Linked DNA regions of Bicyclus anynana: region 2 is linked to region 1. Evidence: chromatin contacts called from public Hi-C data. All regions are on one chromosome and are shown on one strand. Each heading gives the region's core, a stretch centred on a gene start, on an enhancer-like site or on the middle of the called end of the contact. The rest is flanking DNA. Distances are from core to core; before and after follow the strand shown. Region 1 overlaps LOC112052842 (rho guanine nucleotide exchange factor 11). Region 2 overlaps LOC112052842 (rho guanine nucleotide exchange factor 11).

Region 1 (6,247 bases), core at 1,000-3,499:
GAACTTTTCTACTAACCAAAATTTCAATCAAAATCATTAGAGAAAACTGTACAATTAAGACTGACGAACACTACACACGTACTATTTTGGCTGATGGGTGGCTAGTTACCACCCTACCGACAAAGACGTACCGCCAAGCGATTTAACGTTCCGGTACGAGTGTCGTGTGGAAAAGATTTTCATCCTAAGTACTTCTAACAAATCAGCCCGTTTTCATCTTAGATGCAACATGACTTACCATCAGATGACATTATGGTCAAGGGCTAACTTGTAGAAAGAGAAAAAGAATAGACTGTTCAGTTAAAACTGCACTTCTTTAAATGTTTGAATTTGGATAAGATTTTGAAAATATACAATTTTATCCTTTTGTTCGACGAATCTAAAACCAATTTTCCCAGTAATAGTCATCATCATCATCATTATCAACCCATATTCGGCTCACTGCTGAGCTCGAGTCTCCTCTCAGAATGAGAGGGGTAAGGCCAATAGTCCACCACGCTGGCCCAATGCGGAATTGGCAGATTTCACACACGCAGAGAATTAAGAAAATTCTTTGGTATCACGATGTTTTTCCTTCACCGTTTGAGACAATTGATATTTAATTTCTTAAAATGCACACAACTGAAAAGTTGGAGGTGCATGCCCCGGACCGAACTCGAACCCACACCCTCCGGAATCGGAGGCAGAGGTCATATCCACTGGGCTATCACGGCTCATAGTCGGCACGGTAATAGTCATACATACTCGTAATATATGCACTCATTTTGTTGTTACGAGATCAGACTAAAATAAATAAACAAATGTTAAGATTCAATACAGTCGTGAGCACTCATGTGTCAATTTGTATGGACGTCTGTGTCTGTATTGATTGGCAACTCCATTTAAATTTGACAGACCAACGGAAACTACCGTTTTGTTTACTTGCAAACTAACTCTAAAAGCTTTGTTGTACCTACTCACTAAACATGATGAAGGTTGTCAGAAAAAAGGATATTAGACAATCGTGTTTTAGCATACGGCTTGTAAAACTAAGCACAAAAAAAATCTTTTTGTATACTCGCATAACAACTTTGGTCCATCTACCTGCTTAAGCTGTCACAAACTAAGATAAAATATGAAACCTAAAATCTGAGTCAGGTTGAATAACTTGTGACAAATGATCGTATCTGATTTGAGATTGAGAAAGAATACAATAGGACACTTTATCTTAATACCTATACAAATCATACCCACGTGGAATGATGACGAGAATACTGGCTGCATTTCCGCGCTGGGCAGCCAGGCTGATCCTTTGCGTTAAAAATGAACCAGCCAGCTATCACCAGTCAAAGCAGCAATCGTGTTGATAAAATTTTATATTATTTGAACTCACAGAATTCCACGATTGTTGTGTAATTCATATGCATTTGAAAAAAAAAACTTATGTAGGTACCTACCTATTGAATTTTTCAATACGTGTACTTTTTTACGTAAATGGAGTAATAGCGACAGTTAGATATATTTCTTAACATAAGAGTGAACCTATCATTTTTCCAAAAGAGAACTATCTTGTCTGTGTATAATAACTATGAAGATGTCCCACATAAATAAGCCAGGTACTTATTCTGATGATTGTTCATATTGTTTTAAAATTCAACTACGGCACTATTTTTATAGCTATAGTTGTGTATGATTATTATTTATCATAATTTCCATTACTTTTATCAATCAATAAACTTTGGAGACTATATATGTAAATGTTTGTATTGTTAACAATGTTTGAGGGTAATTCAGCTTTCGTGATGCCAATATAAGTAGTTACAGATTTAATAACCGTAACTTAACCAACATAATCGATTGATAACAACTGAATAACGCCACCAAAAAAATTATATTAAAAATGAAAATCCTTAAATATGTAGTATAAATTATTATATCGAGGAAAATAGCGGCATTGCACATAAGGCAAGCCTTTAAACGAATTCCATGAACAAACCGTTTTCGTAGAACAAAAGGAGTAAAGGACATCCAAAAACGTAACTGCCAAGAGCATCACACAAAACACACACACACTTCACTTATTCACACGAAAAAAAACAACAGAACACAGACGCACACAAAAATCAACTTTTTATGAAAACATAAAAAAATATCACGCCATCCAAAACACACGCGTCGCGCATAAAGCTCGAAGCGAGACTGACCCAAAAGCGTCAGATATAAACAAGAGGGAAAGAGACCACGTTTACGTGCACCTGTGCACTTAAAATTGAATGATGTGCTAGAACGGGACGGCAATAAAACATAACAAACAACAGAGCGGGAGATGAATATTGAGGATACTAGTTGAAGTTTAATCACCGTATGGTTACAACCACACTTGCAAATTGAATCACTTTGAACGCTATATCGATTACAGTAAAGTCGATTTTTAAATGATGACTTAGTATAACTCTACAAGCTAGGCGCTTCAATTATATTTTCAACTGTATGTTAAAGGAAATAAAGTTGCTTTTTAATGTGTGTGAGAATTATTTTTAAGCTTTTCCGTTTTGCGTGTTGAAGTTTATTGTCAGGGTCAACATATGGCGAAAAGCACGTATGTTGGCCAAATTCCATGCCGGTTAAACAATATGGCGCGGGTGGTTTAATTTTATTACAATTTCAACGGGACCGATGGGGAAAAGAGCCCAACTTGAGTCACTGCGGCGATTTCACTTTGTGATAAGTGTTGGTGGGTTGTACTCGTAAGTTGGAAAGCGATTACTTAATCATACGATTCACAATTGACTCGAATAATTCAAATGCAGAAGGACAAAGTAATAATGGTAATTGGTGTTGCTGCGTTAAATACATTAATGATAGATCTGTAATCATCGTCATTATCAGCAAATGGACGTCCACTGCTGAACAAAGGCCTTTGAGACACTGTAACCTGCTTGATATTGTGGGTCCACCTAGTGGGGGGTCGAACAACACTGCGATTTCTGTGGCCATCCCAGCACCAAGGGACCTCAACGATCTTCGGCTCAACTAACTTTCATTCATCAACATCATTATCAGCCGATAGACGTCCACTGCTGGATATAAGCCTCTTGCATGGACTTCCAAGAACATCGGTCTCGAGCCGTCAGCATCCAGCGGCTCCCTTCAACCCGGTTTATATCCTGGGTCCACCTAGTGGAGGGTCGACCAACACTGCTCTTTCTGGTACTAGGTGGGAGACCCAACGTTTTTCGACTAAACGAGCTATATGCCCTGTTTATTGCCACTTCAGCTTTGCAATTCGTTCTGTGGATCACCTCATTCATTATTCGATCACACAGAGATACCTACTCCGGGCACAATTCGCTCCATCGCACGCCGAGTGACTTTGAGCCTTTTTATGAGGTTTACAGTTAGCGACAAAGTTTCGGAACCGAGTCATCACATGGAAACACACACTGTTCGAAGACTTATGTCTACAGCCACTATGGGATTTTTGAAAAAGAAAAAATGTCGCGGAGTTTCCCGAATGCTGCTTAGCCGAACGAGACTCGGCGCTTCACCCCTTTCACGAAATTAAACCTACTTAACTGGACTATTTGTCCTAGGTAGGGTTGTCAGATTGCCGAAATTAAAATCCAAACAGTCCAGTCAGTTTCAGATGACATTTGGGTAAAAAGGCCAGACAATCTACGTTATTGAGGATTTGTGTACATCAGTATTAATAAGTACGTCAATTTTTTTATGTAAAATCAAGCATTCATGATTATTACCGTTAATTTTGTTCCCACACACACTCGTCGTTAGCTCGTTTGCTAAATGTGCCTAACAAAAACCGAACAACCGGACACCATTTATTTTGGCCGGGTACGGAATAGAAAAGCCTAACTATGTCCGGCTTTATCCGGACGCCTGGCAACACTAGTCCTTTATAGAATATATAAATTTGTCTCCCATGAGTAGAAAGATGGAGAAGGTGGAAGATCTATGATTACAATCCCATCAGTCGAGCAACCCTGACTAAAACAGCGTATCTACACGCAGCACGGGAGCATATCTACTAGAAATAGCGAGTTCTTGAACTTGCATCAAAATTAAAAAACACGCAGACAAACAGTCCGTTCGCTTGGCGCGAACTTGCAAACTTACATTTATTACAAGAAACTATGTAACCACATCAAACCATAGTAACTAACAGCTAGGCAATCCTAACTAAAACGCCGAATCTGCACGGGAGCGTATCGGCTAGAAGAGCGAGCTTTTGAACATATCGTGATTTGTTTATGCAGATAAGTAGTCTGAACTCTGCACAAACCCACAGTAAACCACTCTAACACGTGATTTCAACCCCATCAAACAAATAACTAAAGCTAGGCAACCCTGACTAAAACAGCGTATCTACACGTAGCACGGGAGCGCAACTACTAGAAATAGCGAGCTCTTGAACCTGCCGAGATGTTTATGCAGACAAACAGTCCGGACGCTTCGCGCAAACCCGCGGTAAACATATCATTACACGAGATACCTACTTCAACATAGATTACTGGAATGGACGCATAACAAACAAACAGTTCAAACTTTTCTACAAAAAAATCTCTTTTACACGTTTCGTGTAAAACAAGTTTTAGTCCACTTAGCACTACGAGTTTCTACGAGCATGTCTAATCTGTACTAATATTATAAAGAGGTAACGTTAGTGAATTTGTGAGGTTCTATAATTTCTGGGTCTAATAAATCGATTTCGAGAATTAGTTCATCAATAGAAAGCTATAAAAATACCGAGGTTGTATTAATTTTATCCCCTTTATTACCACGGAAATGAAAACTACGCGGGTGAATGTTTGTGTATGTATTTAGTTAGAAATATGCCTTAATATTCATGAATATCAAAGACACTGGACATTTTTAAAAATGCCGTAAAGTCTCATTATCTGGTGCAGTAAAGTCGATCTGTATATATTATTTCTTTTCAATATAAGGTATTTATTAGTATATTTTGATATGTATTTTATTCAATATTGTAGGTATTTGTGTAATATTGTTTATGTATTAGGATGTAAATTATTTGTATGTATGTGTATTACTAATACTATGGTTATTTTTGTTTTACGCCACCTGCTGATGTCCTTAAGTTTTCCTAAACCGAAGGTTGCCTGGAAGAAATCGCTACTTAGCGATAAGGCCGCCTTTTGTATGCTGATCTCTTCCTAATTTGTTTTTTATTTCACTTGTTTTTGTCTTTGTGGTGTGCAAATAAAGTATATTTATCTTATCTTATCTTAATATTGTGTTTTCATGGGGCAGAATGACAAAAATGTAATGTTTGTTAACGTAATTTATTTTGTAAGGTTACATACTATTTATATTGAGGCGATTTTTTGTCATTAATGTCAAATAATAGTTTTTAAAAATTAAAACTTACAGACTCATGTGTTTGATTTCTCGAAAAATATAAAATTCTCTGTATTCGTGCATCTGAGGTCACTAATAACCCCAACGTTACTAAGCACTGGCGCTGCGTATCTGACCCTGAGTGAGCATTTTCCTGTAACCTCATAATTATTTACGTTTTAATTTTAAAGATTATTATGTTTATATATTTTTAGGGTTCCTTACAACAAAAAGGCAAGGAACCCTAATAGTATCACTTTTTTGTCCGTTTTTCTGACAGTCCTTTATCTCATGAATTTGCCGAACATGCCTAATCCTCCTGCCTCGTACTACCTCGTATTAATGACACTTAAATTGTAATGATCAGGAAAAAACATACATAATTCGCGTTTGGAAATCGTTGATAACTTATAGAGGAAAATGTATGGCGGTAGTAGTTAATAATGTATGCAAAATGACATATATGGCAATTATCTGCCATGAATATTTAAATAAATCATTAATGCATACTCTCTATAAAGGAAAACCATTCGAGTTGAATTGTGGGTGACGTGTTCATCTAGGCGGCCTAGGCCAAATCTACTTGCTTGTATGTCGTCTACGGCATAGAGTTATATTGCATAGAACAATGATACAGCGCCTACGCATATTGGCGCGTTTATCACATGGCAACAATTTAATAATCGTACTTTACGCCTGCGCTCCTGGCACATGGGGCCCATAAATCATTTAAAGCATGTATTAGATTAGGTTATGGGCATGTAAAGCACTTAATGGCGGTATTTTAAAAGACATTGCAGAAATGTCGACTAGAAATGGTACATTTAAATACATCATATTAAAAAGGCATACAATAGCTATCAGCTAATTAATTTCGAAAAGACGTTCATCA
Region 2 (6,247 bases), core at 2,205-4,704, 47 kb before region 1:
AGCTCACCCTACCAACCCATTAACTTAAACAGGTGGCGCGTTGGGTCGAAGCTAAATTAATATATGCCAAAGTTTCAGACCCTTTCATCATTATCAGTCTATTAATTAAATTACACCATCGATGAGCTCCTTAAAGATAATGATGCTTGGAGGCCATTGGATCAGCTTCCACCTTCACACAGGAAGTGAAACTATAAGAAATTGTAATGTTATCATCAAATCTAAATTATAATACTGTATAATTTTTTTCTAAAACAAGCAACTGTTGAGTTTCTTGCCGGTTTCTTCTCAGCAGAACCTGCCTTCCGAACCGGTGGTAGAATCTTTACAAATAGTCAACTGACGTGTCAAAAGTGCTTGTAAACTGAGCCTACTTGAAATAAATGATTTTCGATTTTGATTTTAAACTCCTTACTATAGGGCCAGACCTCCCTCCTCATAGGAGGGGATATGAAGCTTAGACCCACAGAGATGAGGGTTGGCAGGCTCTAGACGCTTTAGTCAAAAGTTAAATTGGATTCAATCATATGGATCTTAGACCCACGTCGCTGCTCTGATGAGGGTCGGCAGGTTACATGGCCTTTCTAATACTATAAAAAAATATATCTATTAAATCGTATAATACCCAGCATCAGGTCAAAGATAAAGAAACACATGCCAACGTTCTAAAATCTTTCAGTCAACATTCTAAGAATTCAAAATTGATTTCAAAATAGAAATTTTGGCGTGAATTTTTGTTTATTTTCGAATAACTTCTTTTCTTTACACTTGAAGCCTGTATTTTGTTTCAGACTTTGTGTGTGGCTTTTATAATAATAAACAAAGTATATAGCATACAATGATTAGTTTCGGAGACAAGCACGTCCCAGACAGACGAACAGAAAGTCAGAAAAGACGGTGGCTTTTTTATAGCTTCGATTAAATATTTAGTAATTTTATTATTTTAAAACAGTGGCGTGCACGTCATAGATGCATAAACACAATGCATACCCTGACAATTCATTATGTACCTGTATTGAAGGAGGAATTTCTAATTTTGTACAATTTGTACCTACCTAAAGCATGCCTTACTTAAAAACCTTGTGCACGCATTCGTGCATTCAAATACACTCTCTTGCAATAGCAGCTACAGATTACCAAAACGATAAACTGAATTCCGTTCCAAAACGCTTATCCAAATTAAACCCCTGTAGCAATTCGAAACGTTTTCTTAAACGAACTTATCCGGAAATCGAACCCAAATACTCTCTAATTATTGTCCTAAAGATAACTATACACATTCACAACCCTGCAGCGAAAGCAATATTTCACACGAAATCCCGGGATTACGCGAAGTACCTACTTTCGAGCAGGACAGTATTTAAACGGTCGTTGTCACAAAATATCACAAAAAACTATACCAAATAAACTGACACTAACAAAAACACTTCAAATACTAAAGACAAACACACAAGATAAAAGTAAACACTGTACCGAGAACAGTATTAATATTAAATAACTATTCTTTTCTTTAAAAAAATGGGCGAAAAACGTCCGCTCACGTTCACGGTCGAATCGCGACTGAATCCAAAATCACTGAAAACTGAAAACGGCGTGAAACTCTTGTCCTTTACGATGCAAGTGAAGTGAAGTGAAATGCGAATGGGATATTATAGCACTTATGCCATAGAACGAATAAACCCACTAATATTAGTGGAGTATTTAACATTTGATTATCGTTGGAGTTTTTTTACATTATCATAATTTTCTTAATGTTATGACTTACATTCGGAGATTTCAAATTTGTTTGGAGAATATAGCAGAAAGTTTTGGGAATTTTTAATAGCGTACGTTTTGTGACGGGCTTCGATTTTCGGTTGTGTGAGAACTATTTGGGGATTTGTTATTCTGAATTTGCACTGCTTGATTTCTCATTTATTCATCGTACCATAAAATAAGAACAATATATATAGTCTACTGTCTCCAATTTATTATCACTATGAATGAATTTTATTTAGGCTTCGGTTGCGTCTAGTTACCATTGAGGCCGGCCGTGTCTCATAAATGGTGGTGATAATCACCACCATATGAAACATGGTATATAACAAAAAAATTCAATACCTACTCTATATTATTTTAGATAAGTCACACATTCGTTTACCATTATTGTCAAGATACTGAATTCTCTTAATTCGCACAAAAAGAGAGTTAAAAAGCACAAATGGGTTTTTTCAGTGCTTTTAAAACAATAATTGGCTAATGTAACTGAATTTAAGCAATTTTATACTTAAAGCACTCAGAAATAGGAGATAAATTAAGTTTTTCGTAGTTCTAGTTAAGTCGTTTTAAAGTCTAGGTCTAAACAGGAGAAAATGTCTAAAGCCGCGGCCATACTGCTTCTATTTCTGTGTAAGGAATGTAAGGAATTGTAAGCTGCGGTCTATTTTGAAACAGTAAGTTCCTTACGTTATGAGCCGTGATAACCCAGTGGATGTGACCTCTGCCTCCGATTCCGGAGGGTGTGATTTCGAATCCGGTCCGGGGCATGCACCTCCAACTTTTCAGTTGTGTGCATTTTAAGAAATTAAATATCACGTATCTCAATCGGTGAAGGAAAAACATCGTGAGGAAACCTGCATACCAGAGAATTATCTTAATTCTCTGCGTGTGTGAAGTCTGCCAATCCGCATTGGGCCAGCGTGGTGAACTATTGGCCTTACCCCTCTCATTCTGAGAGGAGACTCGAGCTCAGCAGTGAGCCGAATATGGGTTGATGACGAAGTTCCTTATGTTACTACCTTATATAAAATGTACAGAGTTTTAATAACTGTTATAATGCAACCGTTTCATAATGTAACAATTTTTAATTCTGTGAGGATTTCATCCTACTCCTAACAATTTATCCCGCTTCTATCTTAGATAGCATCATCACTTAGGGAAGAGTCAACGGCTAACTTGTAGAGAATAAAAAAAAATTAACTCATAATTTGGGTTTTATGATGAAAGTAGACAAAAACACATACAAAATGGCGGGCCATGTGTTCATTCGGTACACTAAAAAAATTAAGGCCATGGAGAGAGCTTGGAGTATCTCTACGTGATAGAGATTGTATACAGACGAAATAAAGTCACCAACATAGCCCAATGAGAGGCAGAACTTAAACATCAATCATCATCATTAACAGCCGGTGGACGACCACTACTGTAGTAATCCACATTTGCATGGACTTCCAAATAAAATGGTCTCGAGTCGAATAATCGGTAATTGTTCTCAGAAACTATCAGATGTTCATGATAATGACTTGGACGGCTTCACTAGCGCGAGAGTCGACTTTTTTACAAGTGGAATATGACCTGTAGTGAACGTCCATCGGCTGGCAAGTGACAATGATGATGACGACTACAACAATACGAGTGGTACTCACTGGTTGTGGTGCGCGGTGAGGCGGTTGGGGTCGGACGCGTTGCGGTGCTTGCCGCGCCTGGGCGCGTCGCGCTCGCGGCAGCTCTCCGCGCGATTAACGCCCCGCGCGCCGGTGCTCGCGCCTTTCCAGCTGGTGGACGAGCAGCTTTATGTTATTTAGAGTAGAATTTAAACAAGCACTTAATATATTTGACGTATTTCAAGTATTTTGATTTTAACACAAAATTACTAAATCGATTTTCATGAAAATGAAATAGGTCCAATCTGGATGTATAACTCTTTCAAACAAAAAAGAATTTTCAAAATTGGTTAATAAATGACGAAGTTATGAGGTAACAAACATTAAAAAAAGAGAACTTCCTCTTTTTTGAAGTCGGTTAAAAATATAGGTAAAAAAAAATAATTTACTCTGGCAACTCAGGACATTCAGACATTTTGCGTGTGCTGTCTAAGCAAAAAAAAGACTTACACTGACAACTATCTTCATCTTCTTTAAAAACAATAAACAACAATCACTCTGGTTGTGAGTTCTTGATCAATATACTCGCATAAATGAAGTTCAAACACTATTGTCTATGAGCCCGTGAACCCCAGACCTTCGTCATTTTATAAAAACTGAAAGTTTGTCAGCTCATGCTCCTGCCATATGTAAGTGCGGTAGTCAATTATGGAGTTTGGACCGTGGTAAATTTCGGAGGTAGCAGGTTTCAGGGATACAGATCCTCAATCGTCTATGATAAATGTATTTTTTCATGTTTTCCTCTACATATGAGAAATTATATCCCCATTCACCTGACACCTAGCTTCATACCAACCCTTCGTTAGAGATCCTTAAAGTTTTATCTTAAAATGGTGTATTTCGAAGGGTTGACGCGAAGCTAATTAACTGGGGATGAACTACACTTTATACTCATACAGTTGAGGCTCTGGATCCTTGAAATCTGCTAACTTCCAAAGCCACCACGGTCCAAACTCCATAATTGGATAGCGTACTACCTATGGTTTCAGCTTTTATAAAATGACGAAGGTCTGGCTGTCGCTGGCTCTCCGTCTACCATTTGTAATTAGCAAACGATATCTAAATCATTATTAACGACCGAGAGTCATTAGCAATCATAATGATGATTTTATGAAATTGAAAACAAAATATTAAATTTTGTAACAGCGCCACCTAGCGTGCAATAGCAATACTACGCCGTGTTTCAGAAACACACCACACGACTTTACACATCTAATGCCATCTATCGCTAATCTCTGGAACTTACTTGGTTTCCTTTTCGGGTTCCTTTACCGTGGTGTCGCTAGTGTCAACGTCCACGTCTGGGGCCGAAGGCTCGTCTGTTGATCCTTCTCTTCTTGAATCTCCTGTTGAAAGAAGAGATTTTTTTGTTAATAAAACAATATAAAACCTCAAATACCCGCGAGTAAATTATATCGATTACTAAATGATGTTTTTATCAATTCAGCAGGAAAAACCCATTAGAATTATTTTGTTATTTACAAATTATACGTTTAGACACGCTTATGTAACAAAGAATTGTATCTGACGATGTTTTTTAATAATAACTCGTAAAATCAGAGTACGGAAATCGATCCTGCGCCATGGAAATTTACTTCGTACGAAATTTATTTACGTAGTTTTGAAAAATTTCATTAAACTTTTTCACAAAATCTAGGTGTATAATAAGCGATTATGTAGATTGTAATATAAAATATGGTGGAATTTGGTTACGAGTAGTGGTTACTAAAATTGGAGCTCAAAAAACATTCCAGATTCTGGATACTTGTTATTTATTAGACGCTTTGTTTGAAGAAAGAGAAACCAAACTGCTCAATATGCTCATTCATCGCTACACGCCCCTCGGCCCGCGCAGACCATCCGGAGTGTTACGAACGAAGTTGCCAAGCTATAGGTTCATCGGCTGTCTGTCTGGCATACGATAATACAATTCCATAAATCAAAATATAGTTCCAGAGTGCTATCCAAAACAAATCTATCACCATCGTGTCTTTATTATTCGACCAAGGGTAAGTTTTTATGAGGAAACAGTAACCAAACTGCTCAATACGCGTCTTACGTACATTGACTATAATGTTGCAAGATCCGTCTGTCTGGTCTAAGATAAAACCATTCCATAAATCAAAATACAATTCCATAAATCAAAATACAGTTTCAGAGCACTATCCGAATCAACTCACATCGTTGTGTTGTTATAGAGCACATTTACAGCTGTTTGATGGGATAACACACACATAATTAAACACAATAATACACTAGTTGTTCAGTAGTGTCCACGTGTTATCGCGCTAATGTATCGGCGCATATTATCAGTGGCGGATTCACGAATTTGCTATAGGTTATAATTAGATACATAATACCTACATGTTAAGTATATTTATATAAGACGAAAATTTTTGGCCTAATTTTGCCGTCCCTAAAATCCACCGTCCTAGGCTCCAGTCTATTTGGCATGCTGGTACAGTGTTTTTCAGATAGCATGGGTACGGTGACAGTTCGTTTCACTCCTTCAAGTTTGCTGTGATTCACGATAATAGTACGTAGGTATTATGAACGTCATAAGGCAACTATCACAGTACCCATGCTATCTGAAAAACACTTTAAATCCGCCACTGCAAATAGTGTAGTATATAACATATAATGTGTATAATTGAGTGGATACGTCGATGATCTCACTCCGCTAAACACGTCCGTTCGCTGAGAGCAATACGATGCAGCAATGTCCTGTAAGCCAGGATCGGAATGCATTCTTTACTTCTCTATGCGTATCTATACCAATATTATAAAGAGGTAAAGTTCGCGGTATTGTAGAGGGAAATCTCTGG

Evidence for each region. A called contact is a pair of places that touch in the nucleus more often than the background predicts.
Region 2: a Hi-C map of whole larva shows a contact between it and region 1, with 2.7 times the contacts expected there. The contact joins two enhancer-like sites. A contact is called at or near these places in 2 of 2 Hi-C or Micro-C datasets (whole body and whole larva).

The regions. Positions count from the first base shown.
Region 1 is chr18:8,759,558-8,765,804 of ilBicAnyn1.1, reverse strand. The region is part of intron 20 of LOC112052842 (rho guanine nucleotide exchange factor 11); the gene reads right to left. Among protein-coding and RNA genes, the nearest start is that of LOC112052845, 65 kb to the left of the region's middle. Within about 2 kb of position 2,249, at least 8 of the 8 cell types and tissues checked have open chromatin away from gene starts, as enhancers often do.
Region 2 is chr18:8,807,533-8,813,779 of ilBicAnyn1.1, reverse strand. It overlaps LOC112052842 (rho guanine nucleotide exchange factor 11), which reads right to left. Exons shown (of 39, transcript XM_052886750.1): 21 at 4,669-4,768; 22 at 3,405-3,533. Among protein-coding and RNA genes, the nearest start is that of LOC112052845, 17 kb to the left of the region's middle. Within about 2 kb of position 3,454, at least 7 of the 8 cell types and tissues checked have open chromatin away from gene starts, as enhancers often do.